Regions from separate parts of the Mus musculus genome. Here regions 2, 3, 4 and 5 are each linked to region 1. The links are chromatin contacts, called in public ChIA-PET, HiChIP or PLAC-seq and promoter capture Hi-C maps. All regions are on one chromosome and are shown on one strand. The core of a region is the stretch at or near the end of the contact, and the rest is flanking DNA. Distances in the headings are between cores, read along the strand shown. Region 1 holds the start of Slc35e2 (solute carrier family 35, member E2). Region 2 holds the start of Prkcz (protein kinase C, zeta). Region 3 has its middle 16 kb from the start of Gabrd. Region 4 holds the start of Cfap74 (cilia and flagella associated protein 74). Region 5 holds the start of 1500002C15Rik (a long non-coding RNA gene).

What was found. Promoter capture Hi-C pulls out the DNA fragments that hold promoters and counts their contacts. ChIA-PET counts read pairs in DNA pulled down with a chosen protein or histone mark. HiChIP or PLAC-seq counts read pairs in DNA pulled down with a chosen protein or histone mark. Capture Hi-C pulls out chosen DNA fragments and counts their contacts.
Region 2: a contact with region 1 is called in a promoter capture Hi-C map of adipose tissue. The contact joins the promoter of Prkcz here to the promoter of Slc35e2 in region 1. A contact is called at or near these places in 5 of 39 promoter capture datasets (the 3T3-L1 cell line, the C10 cell line, cranial neural crest and 2 more), 1 of 15 datasets of contacts at CTCF or cohesin (pro-B cells), 2 of 484 Hi-C or Micro-C datasets (both in embryonic stem cells), 10 of 115 datasets of contacts at active chromatin or transcription factors (embryonic stem cells, epiblast stem cells, extraembryonic endoderm stem cells and 4 more) and 1 of 9 other capture datasets (adipose tissue).
Region 3: a contact with region 1 is called in a promoter capture Hi-C map of hippocampal neurons, with 2.1 times the contacts expected there. The contact joins the enhancer-like site here to the promoter of Slc35e2 in region 1. A contact is called at or near these places in 10 of 39 promoter capture datasets (the 3T3-L1 cell line, the C10 cell line, cranial neural crest and 6 more), 4 of 484 Hi-C or Micro-C datasets (brain, embryonic stem cells, gonadal supporting cells and 1 more), 4 of 115 datasets of contacts at active chromatin or transcription factors (embryonic stem cells and epiblast stem cells) and 2 of 9 other capture datasets (adipose tissue and pancreatic islet).
Region 4: a contact with region 1 is called in an H3K27ac HiChIP or PLAC-seq map of microglia, with 6 times the contacts expected there. The contact joins the promoter of Cfap74 here to the promoter of Slc35e2 in region 1. A contact is called at or near these places in 12 of 39 promoter capture datasets (the 3T3-L1 cell line, the C10 cell line, the SN4741 cell line and 6 more), 1 of 484 Hi-C or Micro-C datasets (embryonic stem cells), 4 of 115 datasets of contacts at active chromatin or transcription factors (embryonic stem cells and microglia) and 1 of 9 other capture datasets (pancreatic islet).
Region 5: an RNA polymerase II ChIA-PET map of effector CD8 T cells shows a contact between it and region 1, with 120 read pairs. The contact joins the promoter of 1500002C15Rik here to the promoter of Slc35e2 in region 1. A contact is called at or near these places in 8 of 39 promoter capture datasets (cranial neural crest, embryonic stem cells, maxillary cranial neural crest and 2 more), 1 of 484 Hi-C or Micro-C datasets (embryonic stem cells), 11 of 115 datasets of contacts at active chromatin or transcription factors (the SCID.adh cell line, bone marrow-derived macrophages, effector CD8 T cells and 4 more) and 3 of 9 other capture datasets (adipose tissue, liver and pancreatic islet).

The regions. Positions count from the first base shown.
Region 1 is chr4:155,600,058-155,602,724 of GRCm38.p6, forward strand. Slc35e2 (solute carrier family 35, member E2) reads left to right here and starts at 1,359. Exons shown (of 9, transcript NM_177186.4): 1 at 1,359-1,681.
Region 2 is chr4:155,360,075-155,362,741 of GRCm38.p6, forward strand. Prkcz (protein kinase C, zeta) reads right to left here and starts at 1,354. Exons shown (of 18, transcript NM_008860.3): 1 at 1,078-1,354. The coding sequence starts at 1,148.
Region 3 is chr4:155,381,044-155,383,710 of GRCm38.p6, forward strand. No RefSeq gene overlaps it. Among named protein-coding and RNA genes, the nearest start is that of Gabrd, 16 kb to the right of the region's middle. Within about 2 kb of position 1,303, at least 28 of the 459 cell types and tissues checked have an H3K27ac peak or open chromatin away from gene starts, as enhancers often do. A contact at or near this core is called in hippocampal neurons, where this site is marked.
Region 4 is chr4:155,407,903-155,410,569 of GRCm38.p6, forward strand. Cfap74 (cilia and flagella associated protein 74) reads left to right here and starts at 1,338. Exons shown (of 39, transcript NM_001368738.1): 1 at 1,338-1,668. The region is part of intron 2 of 5830444B04Rik (RIKEN cDNA 5830444B04 gene); the gene reads right to left.
Region 5 is chr4:155,733,104-155,735,770 of GRCm38.p6, forward strand. 1500002C15Rik (a long non-coding RNA gene) reads right to left here and starts at 1,339. Exons shown (of 2, transcript XR_001784583.2): 1 at 1,282-1,339. Ssu72 (Ssu72 RNA polymerase II CTD phosphatase homolog (yeast)) reads left to right here. Exons shown (of 5, transcript NM_026899.3): 5 at 370-776. The coding sequence ends at 471. Tmem240 (transmembrane protein 240) reads left to right here and starts at 1,701. Exons shown (of 4, transcript NM_001101506.1): 1 at 1,701-2,043; 2 at 2,295-2,401. The coding sequence starts at 1,987.

The DNA of each region.
Region 1 (2,667 bases), core at 109-2,608:
ACTAGTTGAACCAGGCATAGTAACACATGCTTGTCATCTGAGCACTGTGGGGTAAGAGCAAGGTCAGGGTCAGCCCTGGCTGTACATCAAATCCGAAGCCAGCCAGGGATACACCAGCCCTGTCTCAAAACAAAACAAATACAAAACAACAATGACCAAATAAAACAACTCAATTAAAAAATGCTTACATAGGTGCGCATAATTCCAGAGTGTGAGAGGCAGAGATGTCTATTTCTGTGAGTTCAAGACTAGCCTGATGTACACAGTGAGTTCCAGGCCAGACAGGGGTACATAGTGAGACACTATCTTTTTTTTTTTTTTTTTTTTTTTCGAGACAGGGTTTCTCTGTGTAGCTCTGGCTGTCCTAGAACTCACTTTGTAGACCAGGCTGGCCTCGAACTCAGAAATTCCCCTGCCTCTGCCTCCTGAGTGCTGGGATTAAAGGTGTGTGCCACCATGCCGGCTCAGTGAGACACTATCTTAAAAGACAAAAACAAACAAAGGAAAGAACCCAACAACAACAAAATTCTTGCGTAAGTTTCTGAGTTGAGTTTCATTTTTAAAAATCGTTAAAACTTGGCTTGTGGTTAGGACAGAATTTCCAACTGATACGGTTCTAAAACATACGTCAATTCAACAAAATCAAACACACTTTGGTTTTGATAAAATCAAAACATCAACTCTGAAAAATGCTGAAGATACTCTATGTCCAGTGGTATGGGATATTCAGTCAAGATTTAATGATCTGTGCGAAAATTTAAAAAGCACATCTTCTCATTCGTAAGCCAGTTTGCCTTTGCTTTTAAGTGGTAAAACTGCACTGTGCCATTGTGTTCTAAAGACTTGTTTTTTGTTTGCTGAGACAGGGTCTCTCTACATAGACCTGGTTGTCCAGGAACTCACTAAGTGGACCAGGCTGGTCTCCGGCACCGGGCAAAGAATTGTTTTAAGATAGACTTAAGGTTGATTATCAGTAAACGTTTGATTTGCATATGGAAAGGGTTTTCTAGTGGAAAAGGTTTAAGAAGCTCCAACTCACTGTGCGAGATCTGAAGGAGAAACCTTACTAGTTTTCAAACAACCAAGAAAAAAACAAAGGAAGGTTTCACCAAAAGCAGAGCTGAGGCAAGGCACAACCTCAAACCTCTCCACAAAATGACCTTCAGGGATAAAAGGGGCCAGGAAGCATCTCACAGCCGGCGGCTACTTGGGGAGATCAGGCGACAGAGCAAGCGTCCTGCAGGAAGGCGGGGCCTCTGAGGCTCGACCAATGAGCGCCCCGTCGCTATGCTGCTGGCCCCGCCCCCATGGTGCTGACCCCGCCCCCATCCCGGCAGCGTCCAAGACTCGGAGAGCACGGGGGTTCCTCGCACGTTCGCCACTGAGCGCTTCTCGTCTTGTGACTTTCTGGTCAGATTTTAGGATCCTTGAAATCAAGCCCCTGGGTCTGACCTAGAGGGCGGCACCTTCGCGGCCTCAGAGGATTGGCTCCTTCACCTTGGTCTCGGTGGAACGTTCCGGAATGTACCACAGGCCAGAGGAGCGACACCTGCACGCTGGCCCAGCATGGCGGACCCCGCAGAGGTGGGACGCTCCGGAGGCGCCCACAGGAGGCCGCAAGGCGGTGCTGTGGCCCCGCATCGTCGCCCGCCCCGTGGTTTGCGGTGGGCCGCTACGGAAGGTGCGAACGCGCCGTGAGGGTGTCCTGGCTCCCCGTGGTGGGCCGCGGTGGAACGTTCTGGAAGGTGCCATTGTGTGCCTGTGTGGAGTGTGTCCTTCCCCCCCCCCCCGTAACAGCTTCCGGTGCGTCACGTCCGGCTCTCTCCCCGCCCACCCGTGTGTGTGTCCCAAATCTAAACCCTTAGGAGGGCTGTGGGAGGGCTCGCGGCTCTCGCCCTTGACTCTGGACCGCTCTGCCTAAAGCTGCTCGGCCCCGAGGCGGGCGCGGGCTGCATCTTCCGTGGGCGTGGGCTGAGGCTCTGCATAAACTCCAGTGGCAGCCCCAGAACTGAACCCCATCGGGGGCCGGGGGCATCCCGTCCTGGAGTCAGCCCGGGTTGGCACCGGGCGCGCAGGTGGCGGGCTTCGCCGGGCTGGACGCACAGGTAGGGTGGGGACAGTGATGGGCACCGGGGCGGGGGGATCGCGGGCGGGCTGTGACTGCAGCAGGCGCCGGAAAGGAAGCGATACCCAATGACAGGTGCAGGCACCCTGTCATCTGTCGGCGTGTACTGATTTTGCCTCCCCAAACGTCTTATTTTGTGCCGTGGAATGGGCGACTCAGCCAGGTCCCAAGCCTCAACTTTATTTTAGCCTGCCAGCGGTTTTTCTCCAACCGGTACTTTTCAGGCATGAAACAGGCTCTTTGCAGCATTGATGTTTTGAACCCTTGAAATGCAAAATAAAACAAAAAGTAAAACTGCAGACTGGGGGTGGGGGTGGGGGGGCCCTTGTTCAGTGTTTGTCTAGTCGCCCGCTCATGGGATGAATGTACTCTATTAAAAAAAACTGGAAAATAATTTTTTGTGCTTTTTTTTCTTTTTCTTTTTTCTTTTAAGACAGGATCTTTACAGGGTAGCCCAGTCTGGCCTTAAACTTGTGACCCTCCTGCCTCATCCTCTCAGTACCGCAATTATGGGACTGTACTACAAGTATCCCTGGTTGCAG
Region 2 (2,667 bases), core at 104-2,603, 240 kb before region 1:
ATCTTCTACCCAGGCAAGGAACCACTTCCAAAGGACCAGTCACTTGTCTCTGTGGCTGGGACCGGCCACTCTGTAAAACTCCTAGGAATGCTGAGAGCCCAGTTCAGCCACAGGACCAGCATTCCACTCCACTCCCTTTCTCCTTCCCAAGAGCAGCGACCCTCGACCCTTGACCCTTGACCTGGGAGTACCCAGGCTGGTTCCAGGACACACAGCACCTAAGCAAGAAGCTGTCAAAGCCTTAGGCCTCTACCCTCTTCTGTCTACACAATCAGGGGCAAGATTATGGGATTCTCCGACCCAGCCTGGGCGAACCAGCCACCAGAAAACCAACACCATCACTCCGCTCTCATCACTCAATGCTCCTGGACAACCATACTAACCACTGTCATGCCCCTATCGGTCCCCTCCCCACTCCACCCTCTCCCTCCCGGAAAACAAGGCGGAATCCAGGGCTAAGGGCCGAGGCCAGCCCCCAAAACCACCTCCAGGAATGTGACGGAAAAGACCATCATCCCTGTCCTAAAAAACAGGGCAAGACTATTCTGGAGAGCTTCAAAAAGTTCTGTCCCCCGTCCCCCCCCCCCCCCCCCGAACCAAAGCTGCGAAAATGTGCTCTGGTGTTCCCACAACTTCAAGCATTCTTGTGCGTGCCATGGATCAAAGGTTTTCCTTACACTTAAACAGCGGCCAATTTGAATAATCTTGGGTGTGTTGGGTTTGTTGTTGTTTTTTTTTTTTTTTTTTTTTACTTTTTTTTTTTTTAATGCACCAGAGGTTTTCACAATCTGATGAAAACTTTTATAGACCATGCAAGTTTGTCCTTAAAGTCCCTGACTGAGACCAAGGCTAGGAGCGCAACAACACCTGCCTGCTGTGTGCGCCCAGAGAGAACTAGCTAGGCGGAGTGCGCCCCGCCCTCGAGGTTTCCCTCGGGCCACATTGAAGGGCGCCACCGCAGCTCCCGGGGCGCCTCGTCGTCGCCTCCCTGCCTCCTTCGCGCGCAGCACCCCGACAGCCCCGAAGTTCCACCGCCGCGCAACCCGCTTTGCCCGCTGTCCGGCGCTGCGCGCTCACCCGCCGTAGTGCGCCTTCAGACGGACGCGGCCGCCGCTCCGGTCCATCTTGGGGTCCGTCCTGCTGGGCATGGCGCACTCAGCCAGCCGCCGTCAGCGCTGCTTCCAGGGCGCTCCGGCCATGGCTAGCGGCCCCGGAGAAGGGCCGGGTTGCCAGGCGGGGCAGACGGCGGAACGCGGAAGGGAGCGCGCGGAAGGGAGCGCGCAGCACGGGACAGACGGCACCCGCCTCGCCAACTCCGCGGAACTTGGGCGGTGCGCGGAGCTGGGGGCACACTGGATGGGGGCGGAACCTGGCCATCGAGACGGCCAATCCACGAGGCGGGAGGCACCTGTGGCCAATGAGGGCTCCCCGGGGCCGCCACCTGGGCCAATCCTCGGGGGGCCGCGCGGCCGCGGCCCAATAACCAGAGTGCAGGATGAACTACCTGTCGGGCGCGGCCCTGGGCCAATGGGAGCGCGCACGTAGTGGCTTTGCCCGGCAACGGGCGGCGACCCGAATAGTCCAGGGACAGTCAGGCCACTCCGCCCCGTGCTTCTGAGTCTGCTGGGTCTGTTGTGCTGAAAGCCGGGCAAACTTTTTGGAGGTGCGGGTTGTCCGATGTTTTCAGACCTTCGGAGTACGAACTCCAGCTGTCCGCAGCGTCCCCGAGGTTGCGAGGAGCTGAGCAACTCCTCAAAGTGCGAGCTGGTCTGGCCCTCCGGTCCCAGCCCTCCCAACTTCAGGGGCATCCCGCATCCCCAGCCAGGAGGGCCTGTCTTTATTCGCCGCCTCTGCACCAGTTAGCTTCTCCGCCGAACAGATCTGGAGAATCGTAAGGTCTTCTTAGCCCTTCGCTTTACATTCCACACGCGTGCCTGGTTCTTCTTGGTGCCAGGCACTGAGGTGACGCTGGAGGGCTGAAAAGACGCAGCGGCCCTGATCTTACATCCCGCGTTCTCTCTAGAAGACACCTATTGGCAGCCACCTGGTCATCTTCAGATGCCTTTTTGTTTGTTTTGTTTTTTGAGACAGGCTTTCTCCGTAGCTCAGGCTGCCCTAGAGCTCTCTCTGTAGACCAGGCTGGCCTTGACCTCAGAGATCCACCTTCTTCTCGCTCCCAAGTGCTGGGATTAAAGGCATATGCCACCCCCGCAGGCTTTAAGTGGCTTTTAAACACTTTAATCTTAAAAATAATTTTTAAAAAAATGGTGGCATGCCTACAATCTCAATATTAGAGAAACGGAGGCTGTAGCCAGCCCGGTAATCCCCAGTAATGCCTCAGATAATTTTTCAAAACCCTTTGAACTCAAACCTGGTTCTCTGCACCTCTGTAGCTTCTGTCATGGCTATTAGCACTCCTTGTCCTCACCCGCCCAGGCTCCTAAGTGCTGAGATTCCAGATGTGTGTCACACTGAGTTCACAGACATATTTTTGTTTATTTTAGCGTTGGGAAATGGACGAAAGTTTTTATTTTAGGTGTATGACTGTTGTTTTGCCAGCATGTGTAGTCCTGTGTATTTGCACACCTCATGGGTGCAGTGCCCTGGAGAGGTTAGAAGAGCTCTGGGCTCACCCTGGAACTGGAGCAAGTTGTGAGATGCCATGTG
Region 3 (2,667 bases), core at 53-2,552, 220 kb before region 1:
GGCCAGGCCCCTCTCCCAAGTACCTGCAACCATCAGGTTCCACCCATAGAACACTCCAATTGCCCTAACAGCTGGACAGAGTAAAAAGCCTAAACTCAGGACTTGAAATCCCACCAATCCCTACCCTGGAAAGCTCTGCCCCACAAGAAATCCCCCATAATCTTATCTTCTGATTAGCTCTCTGCTGCTTCTCACCCGAGCAGAGGCAGCCACCCTACTGACTCTTCCTTCCCAATAAATATGCTGTGGGAGGTTTATTGTGTAGTGTAGCTTTGTGGTATTCCTTGGCTGTTAACCGCCAGGATGGATACCTTTTCCATTAGAGCTTAACACACAGGCTATTGTTTCCTCCACCTGTGAAACAAAGTTTACAGTAAAAGAAGTCAAGTCAGAGTCTCTGTGGTTTGGGGTTAACATGTGAACCTCACAAAGGCTGGGAAGGAAAGTTCTGGATCTCAGGGGGCTTACTACTGGAGATTCCCTTGGGCATACAGTTGCCCAGTGACTGCTGTGTGGTCAAGATGACCAAGACCAGCACCTGGAAGGGCATGGGTCACTGCATCAGAGGCACCTAAGCCTTGAAGTTGATAGAGGAGCAGATTCATGCAGGTATGGACTCACTCCTTGGGGCTACTACAGATGAAGGAATAGCTAAGCTCATTTCATCAACCTCTCATTGTCTTTTTTGGTGGCTGTTGCTACAATGTTGCTACCATGACAGTTGCTACAATGACAGCTACATAGGCATCACAAGTGGACTTAATGTGAAGCCTAAGTGTATGCAAGCAGTATTAATGGCTGAGTCGGAGATGACCCTGGTTGGCCCTAGTTGTTAAGTCGAAGGAGACAGGTCTTGCTTTCCGGTAATACCATGACCCTGGAAATGCTCACTCAGCTTGAAAGCTTTAGGGACCTGGGGCCAGTTGTTCACTGGGCGTGGTTCGAGATGATGAATAGATATACACACGTACATACACAGTGGGATGCCCACTCCTTGCTCTGGGTCACAAAACACATTCCCTGCTCTTTCTCTTTCCCATTCTCTCCCTGCACCATACTCTCCTGCTTCTGGGGTTGCCATCTGGGCTGAGCTGAACAACTTCCCCCTAGGACGCTTCACACCCAGAATCTCAGAATGTGGCTTACTTGGAAATAGGGTTCTTGCAGATATAATTGGCTAAGATGAGCCACGCTCCAGTTTGCAGGTGTTTGTGTAAGAAGAGAAGGGACAGAAGCCAAGCGTGTGATAATGGACACAGAGGTCAGGGCAATAAATCTTAAATCCCAGTAGTGCAGGCCACCCAGGAAGCAGAGGGAGGTCGGGGTAAAATTTTCCCTGGAGCCAGTCTGCCTACTCCTAGGCTCATGACTTCTGGTCTCCATAGCTCTGATAGAACAGTTTGTAGCCCTAGAAAATAGGAACCCTGACCCCAGACCTGTCTCAGCTCTTTTGATACCCTGCATATCTTCTCACCTTGAGTCTGGGAGATTGTCCTGTCCTTGCTGCCAGAGAAAAACAGGGCTGTCTCCTGACATCCAGGCCCAGCCTCAGGGAGGTACAGTCCACATTCAAAGCATGCACTCCAGCCCAGGACAAAGAGGAGGGCACTCTCAGTTCCAAGAGCTGTCCCTGCTAGGATGAAAAGCCCCCTGCCTGTCACCCTTTGTCCCTGGTGCCATTGCAGGCAGGAGGCACTGACATCCTCTTTCCAAGCTGGCTCTTCTCAGCTGCAGCCCTTGATCCACCCCTAGCCTTCAGTCAGCTCCTGTCCTCACCACTGGAACAGAAACTGGTGTTTGAAAAGCATCAATCCTTCCTGTCCTTCCTCCTGCCCTGTAAACATGTGGGCAGAAATAGAAGCCTGCAGGCTGAGGGAGTGATTGCTGGTTGCAGAATCAGGCGAAGGCTGCTGCCCGGGTGGGCCTGGCTGCGTGGGAGCCCAAGGCAATCGCAAAGGCCGCTTTAAATAGCTCCCCGTGGGTACATGCAGCAGAAAGAGGGCAGACTGCAGGCGGCAAGAGGCAGGGCAGAGGCGGGTGCTGAAGCTAGCAGGTTGTGTAGTCGGAGGGGTGTTAGGCTGCTGGCCTCTGGGTCCAGGTGAATTCAGCAGCTCTGAAAACTTGAACCCACCAGCTCCTCCCCCAAAGGCCCAGAGAGCTGGAGCTGACCCTGCTCTCCTGGGAGTGGAACCTAGACTGCACTAATGGAAAGATGTAGCATTAGGTTGTCTTGACTAACTACATTGTGCCCTATGTGGGGACACAATGTGTCCCCATCCCCAGGTAACTCTTTGAACCAGTGGAGGTGGAAACAGTAACCATGTAGGAAGACTGAAGAACGGACATAAAGAGATGAAGAAAAAGTCCCAGCCCCTGGGCTCGAGAAGGGACATTCCTGTCCTGTGGCGTCCCAAGGTGGTTGGGTTTGTTCTGCCTCTCCTGTTGTCAGGAACTGGAGCCCCAGCTGACCCAGATCTGCCTTTGCTTGGCCACCTGCTCCCTGCTGGCTCCTAGACACATTCTATCATTGCAGTTCCTGATCATACCAGGATCCAGTGCTTCCACCCTCTGGATGTCCTGTAAAGCCACACAACCTCATCTTTTAGCACAAAGTAGCCAAGGTGGCAGGAGGAAGGCGTGCTTAGGTCATGGATCTTTGAGATGGAG
Region 4 (2,667 bases), core at 88-2,587, 190 kb before region 1:
AAGAAGAAGAAGAAGAAGAAGAAGAAGAAGAAGAAGAAGAAGAAGAAGAAGAATTGAACTGAGAAATCCTTTGGTTCTTGATTCCCAACTGGCATATTGAGATAAAAGTGGAAGGGAGCCGGGCATGGTAGCATACGCCTTTAATCCCAGCACTTGGGAGGCAGAGGCAGGTGGATTTCTGAGTTCGAGGCCAGCCTGGTCTACAGAGTGAGTTCCAGGACAGCCAGGGCTGCACAGAGAAACCCTGTCTCAAAAAACAAAACAAAACAAAAAAAGTGGAAGGGAGGCAAACCTAATGTATACCTGACAGGCTTGGCCAGCCTAACAGAGGAGTATAGTATACCCCAGAGAAAATTACATGTGTTAGTCAGAGTTTTGTCCCTGTAAACAAATATTTGAGGCAACGTGAAAGAGAAGACCAATTTATTCACTTATTTTACTATAGTGGGGATTATACTTCATACCACAAATATTAGTATTGGATATGGTTACTTCACAACCCTCTCTGCTCAGCCATATACCAGGGTCAACCCAGAGTAGGAGGCCCAGTTCACATTCTCCCTCAGCTAAAGGTTACAAACCAACTGGCTATCTTTCCCAAATTGCTTTACTAGGACATCCGGCTTCCATACACAAAGCTCTAAACTTATAGAACACCTGGGTTCGATCCCCAGCCACACACACACCTATACAGTATTGCAGTGGTATTTCACAGGCAAAGTATCTGAAGGGAGTGCAGAGGTACCCCCCACCAATCTCCACTGACATTTCCACAGGCTCTGTATTATTTTGAGGACTTCTTAACGCTGAAGGTTCTCCATCTCCAAGACAAAACTACAGGAGTTGCCAGTCATCCCTGCGACTCTGAGGAAAGGGAACATGTCCTGTCCACTGTTGAGCCCACCTCCTGCCCGGACTAGTGACCACGCCAACTTAAACGACCAAAAACAATCCAAAGAGTCCTGTGAGTTATCCAGAGGAGTCAGATGTCACCACCTAGAGGGCACAACACAGGCTGCAAAGCCCTGGGAGAGCCAGAATTCAGATCCAAGAGACGCAGGAGATCCTAACTTCTGCGTAAATGGTCTTTTAAGTAAGCAGTTGACCCAAGTTTCAACTGGCTTTAGACAAGTTCTCGAGCACCTGCCCCAGTCTCCAGGAGAATCGTCTGGGCAACAGTCAGCTTTGACTCTGCCCTCCGCGATGCTCGTCCCACTTTACCCCCGCTGTTGCACTACGCCTGCGCACAAGCTCTCCCTCCGCAGCCTCAGCCCCGCCCGCTACCCCAAAGCAGCCTTCCGTTGCCATGGAGCTGCGCGCCCAAACTACGCAGCCTCAGACCCACGGTGGCTGGGGGCAGTCGGGCCGTTAAGAGGCCATGGTCTAGCGGCTTAAGGAACTGATTCTGCGGGGGCCAGTGCTGAGGAACCGTCGCCGAGGATCTGTTTCTGGGAGGCGACCTAGTTACTGGACCACTTTCTAGGGGTCATTTGTGAGGAGCTGTTGCTAAGGGGCAGTCGCCAGGGACCATTCTTGAGAGGTTGTTGCTGCTGAGGGACCACCACCGAGGAGCCGTTCCTGAGGAGGTTTGCCAACAGTGCAGCCCACTCTTGGGGGACCTTTGCTGAAGTCTCATCGCTGAGGGACATCACTGGGCTGCCCAGAGAGGTGGGTACTGGCGACTTCAGCCTTGGGGCTGCACTGAGGATGCGCTGAACAAGGGGTAACTTTTCTGCGTGGACACGTGGCGGTGAGTCACGTGGTTACCACAGCCTATGAAGCGTCAGCATCAATCCTGCTGGTGAAGAGCCAGGCATCAGTCTGAGAGCTGAAAGTAAGAGTCACCTCCCGCTGTTCCAGCCTGGCTTTAAATACAAAACCCTTCATTGCAAGTGGATAGGCCTCCTTAGCTTGATTTTTCCATAAAATGACTCCCTTATCTGGGTAAAAATGCTTAGCAAAATACACCCTGAATGAAGGTGTGCTGTGGGCCAAGTAATGAGTGGACTAGTAAGTAATGTGAGCTAGGTAATGAGTAGACTGCTCAGGTATTCATTGATGAATATTGTCTTCAAACAAATGATGCCTACCTTCTTGTGTACAATTTAAGAACTGATTATCAAACAATTTATCAAAAGCCCACCCAAGCCAATAAATAGAATCTTGTCTTCACCCATAACATAGTACCCTCCTCTCCTGGTTAACTATGAACAAACCCGTGATTCTCACTTCTCCTCGTGTGTAACCGCACACCTTTGCTTATCTTAGATTAGAAATTTATTCCTGAACAGTAGTTTTTGTTAATGGTTTGATTGGTTTTTGAGAAAGGGTTTTTCTGTATGGTCCTGGTTGTCCTGGAACTTGCTCTGCAGACCAGGCTGGCCTCAAACTCAGAGATGTACCTACGTCTGCTTCCCGAGTGCTGGGACTAAAAGGCCTGTGCCACCACACCCAGCTTGAAGCCCTCCCCTTCTTGTCTTTAAAATAAATAAGACGAGCTTCAAGACTGACAGAATACATTTCTGTTGTGTAAAGAATTCAAGTTGGAGCACTTTGTTATGGCAACCCTGGAAAACTCCTGTGACAAGTGAGAGTTTCTGCAGCCCTCTCTAAGGAGAGGGCTGTCCTCTCAGAAGAAAAGATAGAACAGGCAGTACAGTGGCCCCA
Region 5 (2,667 bases), core at 89-2,588, 130 kb after region 1:
CTGCAGTGCACAAAGCATAGTCAGCATTCACACTGGACGACTGTAGGAAAATGCATGCCGGTATCTGTGTGCCTCACTTCACTCATTGCAGATTTGGGATAGCACTGGTTGATGAGGCTTTCATGTACCTACGACGCCTGAGAACAGAACCTGAGTTCCAGCCTTGGGGTCCAGGCCTCCCTTTGAATCTAGCCGTCCCACTCCCAATATGGGGTACTCCTATGATATGTTGTATATGTCTGGTAGGAACAGGCTGTGAGGGAGCTATCCTGAAGCCTGGGTCCCTGCAGAAGTGAAGATCAGTGGAGGGCAGGGTCAGGGAAGGCGCGTCACAATGCCCGGGTTCACTCAAGGCCGTGCTTTTCCCAGATCCAGCACACTGAGGACATGGAGAATGAAATCGACGAGCTGCTGCAGGAGTTCGAGGAGAAGAGTGGCCGGGCCTTTCTGCATACTGTCTGCTTCTACTGAGCCTCCTGTGCTCGGTGCATGGCCTGCCCTGCACAGCCACCTTTGTTGAAGCCACTTTTTCAGTGTGTTTTCCTTTCAGATATTTGTTTTTACTGCTAGGTGTACATCATCAATGTACTGTACATATGGAATGAGACGTACGCAGAAATGCCAGATTCAAATCCATTGTTTTTAACCAAAAGAAATAAAGATGGTTTACTCTACAGCCTACAGCAAGTGTCTGTTGTTGGCCCTTTTCTCTCCACTGCTGAATTGTACAGAAACCTAAATAAAGCAACAGGCTGTCTTATTAAGGGGAAAAAAAACCTTGGAATTGCCACAAAATAGGTGCTGCTAGAAGTCTTTGGTTTGTCCTGAATTCCTGGCCTGACTCCCTGCTGAGGAAGAGACTACTCGGCCATTGAGTCCAACCCTGTGATAAACCTGAGAGCACCCTTCTGAGAAGTAGGGCCGGACCCTGGTGCCTTAACAGCTCAGGGCCTGTGTGAGCTGATATAACTGAACTCCTGTTGGAACCTTCAGATACAGTGGGGTCTGGACTTGGGGGGCTGGAGGTCAGCTGTCCTCTTCCTGCTTTCCAACACAGGGCAGGGTTGGTTCTTCTGTTGTCAGCTCTGTGGCCAGCACAGGGCTTGGGACTCAATCCCAGCATGACCGGCAGCCACAAGAGGATCATAGACGCTGGCAGCTGTTCCAGCACCCCTTCCTCCTCAGAAATCGCCTAGTCTTTCCCACAACTGCCACGATCTTTATGGCATACTTGGCCCATTCCGCATCGCATCCGTATCGCCTACCCTCCTGCCCTCCTACCTCTGCTCATGTAGTCATTAGTCCCTGGTTCCTCTGACTTTCCAGGCCCCTCCTCTGATGGCACTTTCTTGCTGGAGGAGGCGGGTGCTGACACTTCCTGTCCCTCTCTGGAACCCGGAGAACCAGAAGGAGGGGCCTTACTTGGGGAAGTAGAGCAGAAACGACCACCTGGTCCAGGCCAAGGCCCAGTCCAGCGCGGCACTGGGCAGGGAGACCGGAGCCAAGGCTGATGACATGGGGCACAATGTGGAGCCGAGGCCGGAGGGGAGGGGTCTCGGGCTGCGTCACAGGGACAGGAGTGGAGAACCTCGCCCCTGGATGCTGGCGCGGGGCGGCGAAGTCCCTCCCCGGAGGCGGAGGCAGGAGGAGGAGGGAGGAGATAGTGAAGAAGAAAAGGAGGGAGGGAGAAGCCTGGAGGAGGGAAGAGGGAGGAGGGAGGGGGCCGCCGCGCAGACCGCAGGGAGCCGGGCGCAGGGAGCACCGGAGGGCGGAGCGGAGGGCTGCCAGCAACGGGCGACAGGCGAGCGACCCCACGTCAGCCCCCACATCTCGGCTGCCTGTGCCCGCGCCTGCCCCCGGGGTCCGCGGCGGCCCGGCGCGCGAGCGCTGACCTCTGCGGAGGCGGCGCGGGCTAAGCATCGGGCCGGGGCCGGGAGGGGCACCGGGGCCGGGGGGCGGCGCTCCGGCCCGGCCCGGCCCCGCCCGATGTCCATGAGTGCGAACACCATGATCTTCATGATTCTGGGGGCGTCGATCGTGATGGTGAGCGGAGGGGCTTCCCGCGCGCGCCCCCTGCTTCTGCCGCCCGCCCGCGCGCGCGCCTACCCCACCTCGCTTCCTTGTTTACCGGCCCGTGCGGCCTGCGCTGCCCTCGCTGCGATCTTGCGCTGCCCTCGCCCTGGTTGCCCTGCGTTTCCCCACCCACCCACCCACCCCTGCAGTCTAGTACTCCCCCTTGGCACCCCTTTCGGCCCGGCCCACTCCTCGCCCTGACCGGTCATGGGCTCTTCCAGGCCATCGCGTGCTTGATGGACATGAACGCGCTGCTGGACCGATTCCATAACTACATCCTCCCGCACCTGCGGGGCGAGGACCGCGTCTGCCACTGCAACTGTGGCCGGTGAGTGCGCCCCGGCTCTAGGCACTACACGCGTGATCACACTTGTGCAGCGGGCCCCACTTGGCCGGTGAGCCCGGAGCAGGCTGGGCCGCAGAGCCTGGCTGGATGATGGGGGCCGCTTCTGCCCGCCAGGTGCTGGGGGAGGGGTGGCTAACGGGAACCCTAGGTCAGCCAGCCGCTCCCTGGGAAAGGAAGCATGACTGAGTCTGTTAGGAACTCCTTCCTCCAGTTCCTTTAGAGAAAAGGCTGCCTGGTGGTGGCATTAT